Regions from separate parts of the Mus musculus genome. Here region 1 is linked to region 2. A link is a contact called in public promoter capture Hi-C data. All regions are on one chromosome and are shown on one strand. Each heading gives the region's core, a stretch centred on a gene start, on an enhancer-like site or on the middle of the called end of the contact. The rest is flanking DNA. Distances are from core to core; before and after follow the strand shown. Region 1 has its middle 14 kb from the start of Smim38. Region 2 has its middle 14 kb from the start of Fadd.

Region 1 (4,855 bases), core at 1,236-3,735, 650 kb before region 2:
GAAGTAGACAAGTGCTCACTCACAGGCCAGCAGTACACGGTGGCCTGGCTGGGCCTTTAGAGGCAAGCATTCTTCCTGCCCTTCAAGCACATGTGGACTCTGGATGATGGACAGATGGCTTGTTGTTCTTTGCCTCAGCATCCACATCTGTCAAATGAGAGACACTGAGGGAGCTCTTAGGGCTGCGGCTGAGGCTCGCCCTAAGGGGGCTGACCCTGTGTGGCTATGCTTGGGCATCTCTGTCTCCGTTACTTACACTCATCTCTGGATCCTTGGAATACTCTGGGCAGGCAGAAGTCCTGTTATTTCAGTTACCGAGCTGTTGGGAAACTGTGGCCTGGACAGATGAGGCCACAGGCTCAAGGTTGTGGGGCCAACCCTGGGTCAGTCAGGCACAGGTGAATACCTGGTTCCCGCTAAGGAGCCGATGGATACCCCTCATGTGTCCGTTTTTGCCCTCTGCCCATTTTGGGTCCAGTTAGCTTCCCAAGGAGTGGCCAACCCACCCATGGAGCAGTGACCCCCCCCCCCCCAAAGCGAGAGATCCATCCTTCCTCCTCATGCAGCCAACAGGTCCTCCTCCATTGGAGGGGACCAAGATGCACAGGACACTTGGTAGCATCCACAGAGTGATACACAATGTGGACCAGAGGCTGCAAGGTTAAAGGCAGATGAGGCAGAAGGCTTCTTAGAGGAAGCACTTTGAGAGATCAGAGGTTCATTGTTCTGATGAGGGAACAGCAGGAGTGACCCTGGGGAGAGCAAGACCACCTGTCTGCTCTCTCAGAGCCCCACAGAGGTCAACATATCCTCTGTTCACCCACCGCAGAGTGGCACACTTGGTGGGTGGAAGTGGTTGTGTGGTCCAGGCTCTGGATGCCCAAGCTCTTCACTGAAGTTTGTGCCATGGTTGTTCTCAGAGGCCCATTTAGTAAAGGCTCCATCTTCAGAGAGGTGCTACAAGGATGGGTGGAGCCTCTGAGAGGCAGCATCTAGGGCAGGCTTCAAGATGTGCCCTTGAAGGGTACTGTGCAGGCTTCTTGTTTTTTTCTTTAGGTGGATAAGGTGCTCTCTTCCTTCCTTCCTTCCTTCCTTCCTTCCTTCCTTCCTTCCTTCCTTCCTTCCTTCCTTCCTTCCTTCCTCCCTCCCTCCCTCCCTCCCTCCCTCCCTTGCTTGCCTCCCTCCCTCCCTCCCTCCCTCCCTCCCTCCCTCCCTCCCTTCCTTCCTTGCCTCCCTCCTTCCCTCCCTCCCTCCCTTCCTTGCCTGCCTCCCTTCCTTCCTTGCCTCCCTCCCTCCCTCCACCTCTTTCTTTCTGGATCTGGGGCTGGCCTGGAATTTGCTTTGTAGGCCAGGCTAGTCACAGTCTGATGCCTTCCTGTCTCTGCTTTCTAAGCGCTAATATGACAGGTGTGCACACTGTTCCTGGCTTATTTAATTTAATTTAGTTTTGGGAGCTAGGGCTTTACTATGCAAACCAAGCCCACTTAGAATTCATGATGATCCCCCTGCCTCTGCTTCCTCAGTGCTTGGAATAGGTGTGTGGTGCTAGGGATGGAACTCAAGTCCTTGTGCATGCTGGGAAAAATCCCTCTATCAACTGAGCCAGCTCTCATGGAGATCATTAAATAATAACAGTCCTTGATGCCTCCCCATCCCCATCTACAGACGAGGAGACTGAGGCTTAGAGAGGTGAAGGGCTTACCCAGTGAGTCCTGTTGGGGCTCAGACCCCTGCTTTGTGGGTGTAGAGAGGTAGCCCTGTGTCCTCTGCCTAGCATCCCCCAGTAGAAGAACATCTTTAGCCCTCTCCTTCTCTCCACAGTTCAGTGGGTTAGGCCAAGGCCCTGCAACTAGATCCCATGGTCATTCTGTGGGGCCTGAGGTGTATCACCTGGCTCCCATATGTGCCTGAGGTTGCTGGCTAGTTCAGCAGGGGTGAAGGTTGGAGAATGAGCTCTCAGGGCTAGCTGACCTCTACATGCTGCATACATGTCCACACTGTAGCCCGGCTTCTGTCCCATGAATCAATGTATAGGAACTCCTGCCAGGGCCCAGCACACAGTAGGAGTTTTGGGTATCATTTCGCATACTGGAGACAGGAGGTGTCCTGAGAAATAGAACCCAGCACCCGGTCTTCCTGGGTTGCTGGAGCCCCATTTAATTCTGCAAAGGTCAGTTTACTCAAGGGGTGGCAGTGCCTGGGGTGGTGCTTGGCTCTGAGAGCACTGTGTGAGGAGTCCAGAGAGAGCACTGGGCAAGGAGTTGGAAGCCTCATCTGCAAGTCCCCAGCTAACCTAGGCCACACTGCCCTCTCCTGGCCCATGTGCTCCTCACCCCTGATGTGGCCCAGGTAGACTGCTGGCCATGGGACAGGACCCAGACACTGCCTGCTGTTTACCAGGATTCTGCTTGGAGGGTTCCACCTCCTGCCTGCAGCCCTGCTGCGGGCCTCCTCCCCACTGTGTCTGACTCACAACTTTGCTATGTATGCAGAGAACATTCCTGAGCCCCCGCCCTGCAGCAGGGCTCTCTGTGGGGGCAGACTGCAGGGCTGTTCACTGTCCCTGGAGAAAGACTTTTGCTTCCCTAGAAGTGTCCCTCATTCTGCCCTTGGGCCTCTTGGTGGTGGCCACAGCCTGTTCCTGTCTGGGACCTCAGCAAGTGTGTGAGTGTGTGTGTGTGTGTGTGTGTGTGTGTGTGTGTGTGTGTGTGTGTCTGGGGATTTCCTAGGACTAATCACTAGTCATCTTACCACAGAGGATAATGAGTCAGAGCAAGCCAGTACACCTGGGTCATCTATGTTCATAGACCTTAGACAAGTGGGGTTGGCTTTGTGTAAGTGACAGGGGACATGTGGTTGCAGCAATAGCAGCTGCAGGGCCCATGCACCAGTGACAATCATCTACCCAGTAATGTCCACACAGCCTGGCCTTCATAGAAGCTCCTCTTGGTAGATGAAGTTCAGCTGTGTGGCAGAGCCAAGTTCTGTACTACAGGGACCACTGGGTCTTCCCTGTCTGTCAGCAAGGAACCCTCAAGGTTCCCTAAAATCCTCAAGGCCACCCCCAATCAATCCTCTATACTCAGCCCAGGTCTCTGTTTGTGATATTCTGCTGTCCTTCCCTCAGCTGTGGGAGTGTCTGGTACCCAGGCCCTCTGAGTGCACAGGGCTAAGTACTCACCCGCTGTCAGTGACAGACACTGCTTGATGCCTGGGATGCTTAGGATCCTCTGCCGGGACCTGGAGCCTACCCCTGCCCCCACTTCCTTGCAGGAAGGCTCAACAGCCCTGCTGCCTTTGCCTTGCCTTTTCCTCCAGGATTCTGGTCCTGGCCTCACCCCTCTTTCCTGGAAGAAGAGACTCATTGTTTTTGGATTTGCCATGGATCCTAGGAGCCAAGATACATCTGGAAACATCAGGGAGGAACACAGAGTACTGGAGTGAAGGGTATCCTCTGTGGGGCCTTATCTTATGCAGAGGAAGGGAGGTGTTGATGCTGTTGTATTGGGGCAGGTTATCTCATCTCTCTGGTCAGGGTTGGGGGGGTGGTCCATGCCATCTACAGTTTTTGGGGGGGGTCAGTCAGCACATCTGGCAGACACTGAACCTGGGTCAGTGCCCTGTGAGAGCCTTGCTGTGACTCAATGTGATCATCTTAGTGTGGTGACTCTTGCAGGAATTCTGGGAAGGGACAAACCAGTGTAGGTAACAGAAGGCACTGGACTGGCTCTAGCAGCCTAGGCCTTTAGGTTGCCTGCACCCTCCAAGAGGGCCTTCATTGCTCTTGAGCAGATCTATCCCATAGAAACATCATATAGACACCGGGGGCTGAAGAGTGGCTCAGCGGTGGTTAAGAGACTGTATTGCACGGCCACTCTTGCACAGGACCAGAGTTCAGTTCCCTGCATATCTGGTGGCTCACAGCGGAACTCCAACTCCAGTAGATCTACTGCCCTCTTCTGGCCTCTGCAAACACCTGCACTCATGTGCACAACTTCACACAGACACATGTAGATAATTTAAAGGAAAAAAAAAGTCAAGTGTTGGAGGCCCAAGCCTTTAATCCCAGCATCCATTGGGTAGAGTCACATAGATCTCTGTGAGTTAGAGGCCAGCCTGATCTGCATAAGGAGATGTCAGCCCAGGGATACATAGAGACCCTGCCTGTCTCAAAACAAAACTAATTAACAACCAACTAACTAATTAAAAAGAAATCTTAAAGGTAAACTACTTAAGAGGATGCTGAAGTTTTGAGTTGGCCCCTTAAAGAGGCCAGAGGAAGGAGGTAAAGTGGACATTAACTATGTCTGCATGTGACTGACACTCAGACCCTGAATTGTGCATTCCAATTCATCACCATCAGATTGTCATAAAAAGACTCTGCCTGTTGAACTCTGCATATTGATCATGGTGCTGAAGTTGTATTTAACAGCTTCAGGACAGGCAGTTGTGGCACACTCCTTTAATTCTAGCACTTGGGAGGCAGAGGCAGGGGAATCTCTGGGTTCAAGGCCAACCTGGTCTACAGAGTGAGTTCCAAGACAGCCAGGGCTACACAGAGAAACCCTGTCTTGAAAAACAACCAAACCAACCAAACCAAACCAAACCAAACCAAACCAAACCAAACCAAACCAAACCAAACCAAACCAAACCAAACAAACAAAACCCAACAAACTTGGGTCTTCTAGAATTGCAATCTGTACCCTTAACCAATGAATTCACTCTCTAGCCATCATCACCACCACCATCATCATTTGTATGTAGCTCAGGCTAGCCTCGAACCTGACATGAGCTGAGGATGACCTTGAACTTCAGATCCTCCTGCCTCCACTCAACCCAGTACTGGAATCCCAGG
Region 2 (4,632 bases), core at 82-2,581:
AGAGTCAGCCTTTATCACAGGAATAAAAACTTGAAGGAACTAAGCAGGCAGAGTGATCAGGACCCAGAGGTGTTAAAGTTTCCACTTCTGAATTAGAACAACAGTTAGCTCCCTTGCAGACACGGTCCTACAAAATCAGAGAGGCTTGGGCTTACTTCTCACAAGACTGAAACTGGGACTGCTTTGGGAGAGACCTGTTGCTCCTGTGCTAATTGATTGAGTAATGAGAGAAAATCATGCTGTGGTTGGGGAAAACCTCAAAGAGAGAGAAAGACAAAGACATGAATCAGATCATTGGTGCCAGTCTCTGTTCTCTTGGTTCCCAGCTAACTGCTCTGTTATCAGCACTGACTGGGTCTTTGATTTTCGTTCTGATTGGATTAATGGTAAGGCCCTGCATCTTAAATTATATGGCCAATTATGTAAAACAAAAAAGTAGTGCATCAAATTAATGGTCTTTAAGACAAACTACACCTCGTTAGAGCAGGATATGTCCATGATCTGATTCGTTAACTAAGACTAGTGGGAAATGTGACAGAGCAAAGGTTCCTCCATCTTGTCTTAGCTGGAGCATCTTTGGTTTAAGCTGAAACTGACTCCTGCTCCCCTTTCTACTCCCACTGTGAAAAGTACCATGGAAAAGTACCCAACCGGGGGCTGGAGAGATGGCTTAGTGGTTAAGAGCACTGAATGTTCTTCCAAAGGTCCTGAGTTCAATTCCCAGCAACCACATGGTGGCTCACGACCATCTATAATAGGATCTGATGCCCTCTTCTAGTGTGTTTGAAAGCAACTACAATGTACTCATATAAATAAACAAATCTTTGGAAGGAAGGAAGGAAGGAAGGAAGGAAGGAAGGGGGGAGGGAGGAAGGAAGGAAGGAAGGAAGGAAGGAAGGAAGGAAGGAAGGAAGGAAGGTACGTATCCAACCCTGTTTTAGAAACTTGGGTTTGAAATGTCTAAGCTAACTGTATGTTTTGGGGTACTCTTAAACTGCTTCCTTCTTCCCTCTACAGCTGCCAACCAGGATGTAGTTTTTCTGTGTTCTTTGCCTTTAAAAGCTCCCTGTAAAATGTACTCGGGGCTGCACTGTGAGCAGTGTCTCTCTCCAGGCAGTCACTGGTGGTTTAGTACAGACTCTCAACTTTGGTTTTGTTGAATGGTCTACCCCACAAGTCCACAGAAGGACACAGTCACCACCAGCAGCATGCTGACCCACAGGGAAGAGCAAACAGGCTGATGTCACCAGGCACTCAAAAGTGGTCAGTGTCTGGACTGGGGCAAGGGACTCTCATTGAGAGGAGCGTAACATGAGGCCTAGGTTCCGGAAATGCTCCCAGGCTTTGGCAGTTCCACAGCTAAGCCTACGTTGGCCAGAGCCCAAGAAGAGAGGGCGGTGATGTCTGGACAGCATCCCAAACCCTTTCATCATGGGAAAACCCGAGTTTCCCCATGCAGCGGGGAGAGGAAGGGCAGGACATCTTCCCTGAGACGTTGCTGGAGGTTGGGTTCAGAGCAATGAAGACCCTCCAGTTTACTCACTGTTAATCTAACTCCATATATTTGGGGGTGGTAGGTGTTGACATTTTATTTTTATTTTATGTGTATTGATGTTTTGTGTAGGGGTGTGTATGGACACCACCCGTGCCTTTGGAGGTAAGAAAAGGTCATTGGATCTCCTGGAACTGAAGTTGTGAGCTGCCATATAGACCTGGAAACTGAACCCAGGTCTTCTGCAAGAGCAGCCAGTGTGCTTAACTACCGAGCCATCTCTCCAGCCCCTGGGTTGGGTTGGTTTGGTTTTTGCTGACCTGAAACTCACTATGTAGCTGAGGATAACTTGAACTCCTGGAGCTCCTGCCTCCATCTCCCACAGGTTGGGATTGTCGGAATGTGCCACCACACCCAGTTTTCTGTAGAACGTAGGGAATGTAACCCCCAGCACCATGCATGCTAGGCAAGCACTCAACAAACTGAGCCACATCCCAGGCCTGGTCATTGGGTCCATGCTTTGCTTTGTTTTGAGGCCAATGTCCCACTCTGTAGCTTGGTCTAGAAGCATGGAAGTCCTCCTGTCTCAGGCCCCAGAGTATCTGGGACATAGACATGTGTTATTACCCTGGCTTTTTTTATCATTCATTTACCCTGCATGCAGGGTGCAGCAGGGATCAGGTATGTGCCTCAACATGCTCCTCCACTGCTCCAGTGTCCTCCCACCCCATAAATGGAGCTGAGGTGATGACAGGATTATTGAGCTGTGTGGCCATCCACACACATGCTCTTGGTTCTGGCCTGCTAGGTACTTGTCTTAGTTACTGTTCTGTTGCTGTAATAAAACACCATAACCAAGACAACTTATAGAGGACAGAATTTGTTAGGGGCTTACAGTTTTAGAGAGAGTCCATGACCATCATGGCAGAGAGCATGGCGGTAGGCAGACATGACACTAGAGCAGTAGCTGAGAGTTCACTCTTTTTTTTTTTCTTTTAATTTACATTGATGTTTTACCTCCATGTATGTTTGTGTGAGGGTGTCATATCCCCTGGAACTGGAATTATAGACAGTTGTGAACTGCCATTTTGAGTGCTGGGATTTGAACCTGGGTCATTTGAAAGAGAAGACAGTGTGCTCTTAACTGCTGAGTCATTTCTCCAGGCCAAGAGCTCACATCTTGAAATAAAGCCACAAGGAGGGGGAAAAAGGAAGCTAATTGGCAACAACATGACCTTTTGAAACCTTAGAGCCCACCCCCAGTGACACAACTCCAGCAAGGCCAAATCTTCCCTCTCTCTCTCTCTCTCTCTCTCTCTCAAAAGATTCATTTATTTTATGTATATGAGTACACTGTAGCTGTCTTCAGACACACCAGAAGAGGGCATCAGATCCTATTATAGATGGTTATGAGCCCCCATGTGGTTGCCGGGAATTAAACTCAGGACCTTTGGAAGAGCAGTCAGTGCTCTTAACTGCTGAGCCATCTCTCCAGCCCCAAGGCCAAATCTCTTAATCTTTCCTAATCTGTTACACCAACTGGGGACAAAACATTCAAATACATGAGCCTACGGGGACCTTTATCATTCAAACCACCACAGCACTCTATGGTCCTCCAGAGCTTCCCTTCTTCACAAACTAAACTCTGCCCTTGGTTGTTTTTGAATGCTACTCTCCAGGCACATTGCCTTTGCTGCCTTGAGCAACTGTCACACAAAACCCTCAAGATGGAGTCCCTTGAGTACCTTGTAAAAGGTGAGATGGGGATGGTCATCAGATCCTCACCTGAGATTCCAGCCACACCCTCCTGTCCTTCCTCTCAGCTGTATGGAACCCCAGATTCAGGAGGTCACAGGTTCAGGAGACAGAGAGGACTCCACTATGCAGCTATGCAAGTCACTGCAGCACTGCAAAGTCACCCACACTCCTGAAAGGAGCCCCCCTCTAGGACAGTAAGCTTGACAATGCACTGACTCACCGCACTGGACTGAGGTGGAATGTTCCTTTGGTCTGAAGGCGCCTCTCTGGGGAACCTACATCTACTCATGTCTCTTCAGGAAAGATGTTGTGTAACCCCTGCTGCCCCATCTAGTCTTTCTGCCTCTAAGTTTGACTGCTGGAGGGACTTACTGTGGCTTTCAGGGTTCACCTGCTGGGGAGATGTGAGATTTAGGTCACCTTGTATTATCACAAGCTTCTTGGCAGCTCTTCTATTCTAAAAAGAAATGTCTGGATGGATCTAGAGCCTTGCTTCCCACCAATCACAGTGACAGGAGGGGATGTGCAGAGGCCAGAGGGGCAGAGCCAGCACCCAGGGAGTTTCCCAGGCAGGGTGCTGGGGAATGGCATGTTCACCCTGAAGGCAGGAGGTGACTAAGACTGAGGAGGGCCAGCAGGTAGGACAAGGTCAGGTGATCTTGGCTGAGGCCTGGTGATCCTGCCTGACTTCTTTCTGTGCCATCTGCAAGGTGAGCTTCCCGAGTCTGCTCAGCCTCTTGTGCCTTCCTGGCTGTGCCCTCACAGCCATGGTGGACTCCATTCCCTAGCCTGGTGCTGGGGACTTCCATGCCAGCTTCAGCTAGCTTCACCTTCCACTCCCACAGACTCCTCCCTGGCCACCCAGCAGGCTTTGACTTCACTGCCTCTGACCTAAACCAGGGAGTGGTGGCAGAGGCATGCCTTTTTTTTTTTTTTTTTTTTTTTTGATAAGGAAAGTCTCACCTTATAGCCCTGAACTCACAGAGATCCACCTGCCTCTGCCTTCAGAGTGCTGAAATTAAAGGTGTGCATCTCCAGCCTGACTGGTTTTTGACTTGAGAAAGGGTCTTATCTATCCCAGACTGGTTTTGAACTGGATATATAGCTGAAGATGACCTTGAACTACTGATTCTCCTGCCTCCAGATCCCAAGTTCTGGGATTACATGAATTACACCATGCCCTTTCTCTTGGTCTTAAAGCGTTATTAAACTTAGCCTGTGAGAGACCCATCAGGTAAAGACATCTACTGCCAAGCCAATTCTGAGGACCTGAGCTGGATCCTGGACACCCACATGGAAGGAGAGAAATGACACCTGCAAGTGGTCTTCTGACCTCCATATATACATCATGGGATCTCAATATCTCTCTCTCTCTCTCTCTC

Evidence for each region. Promoter capture Hi-C pulls out the DNA fragments that hold promoters and counts their contacts.
Region 1: a promoter capture Hi-C map of the 3T3-L1 cell line shows a contact between it and region 2, with 2.3 times the contacts expected there. The contact joins two enhancer-like sites. A contact is called at or near these places in 3 of 39 promoter capture datasets (the 3T3-L1 cell line, cranial neural crest and hippocampal neurons) and 2 of 115 datasets of contacts at active chromatin or transcription factors (bone marrow-derived macrophages and extraembryonic endoderm stem cells).

The regions. Positions count from the first base shown.
Region 1 is chr7:145,220,046-145,224,900 of GRCm38.p6, reverse strand. It overlaps a transcript of Tpcn2 not described here. Among named protein-coding and RNA genes, the nearest start is that of Smim38, 14 kb to the right of the region's middle. Within about 2 kb of position 2,485, at least 162 of the 459 cell types and tissues checked have an H3K27ac peak or open chromatin away from gene starts, as enhancers often do.
Region 2 is chr7:144,566,355-144,570,986 of GRCm38.p6, reverse strand. No RefSeq gene overlaps it. Among named protein-coding and RNA genes, the nearest start is that of Fadd, 14 kb to the left of the region's middle. Within about 2 kb of position 1,331, at least 58 of the 459 cell types and tissues checked have an H3K27ac peak or open chromatin away from gene starts, as enhancers often do.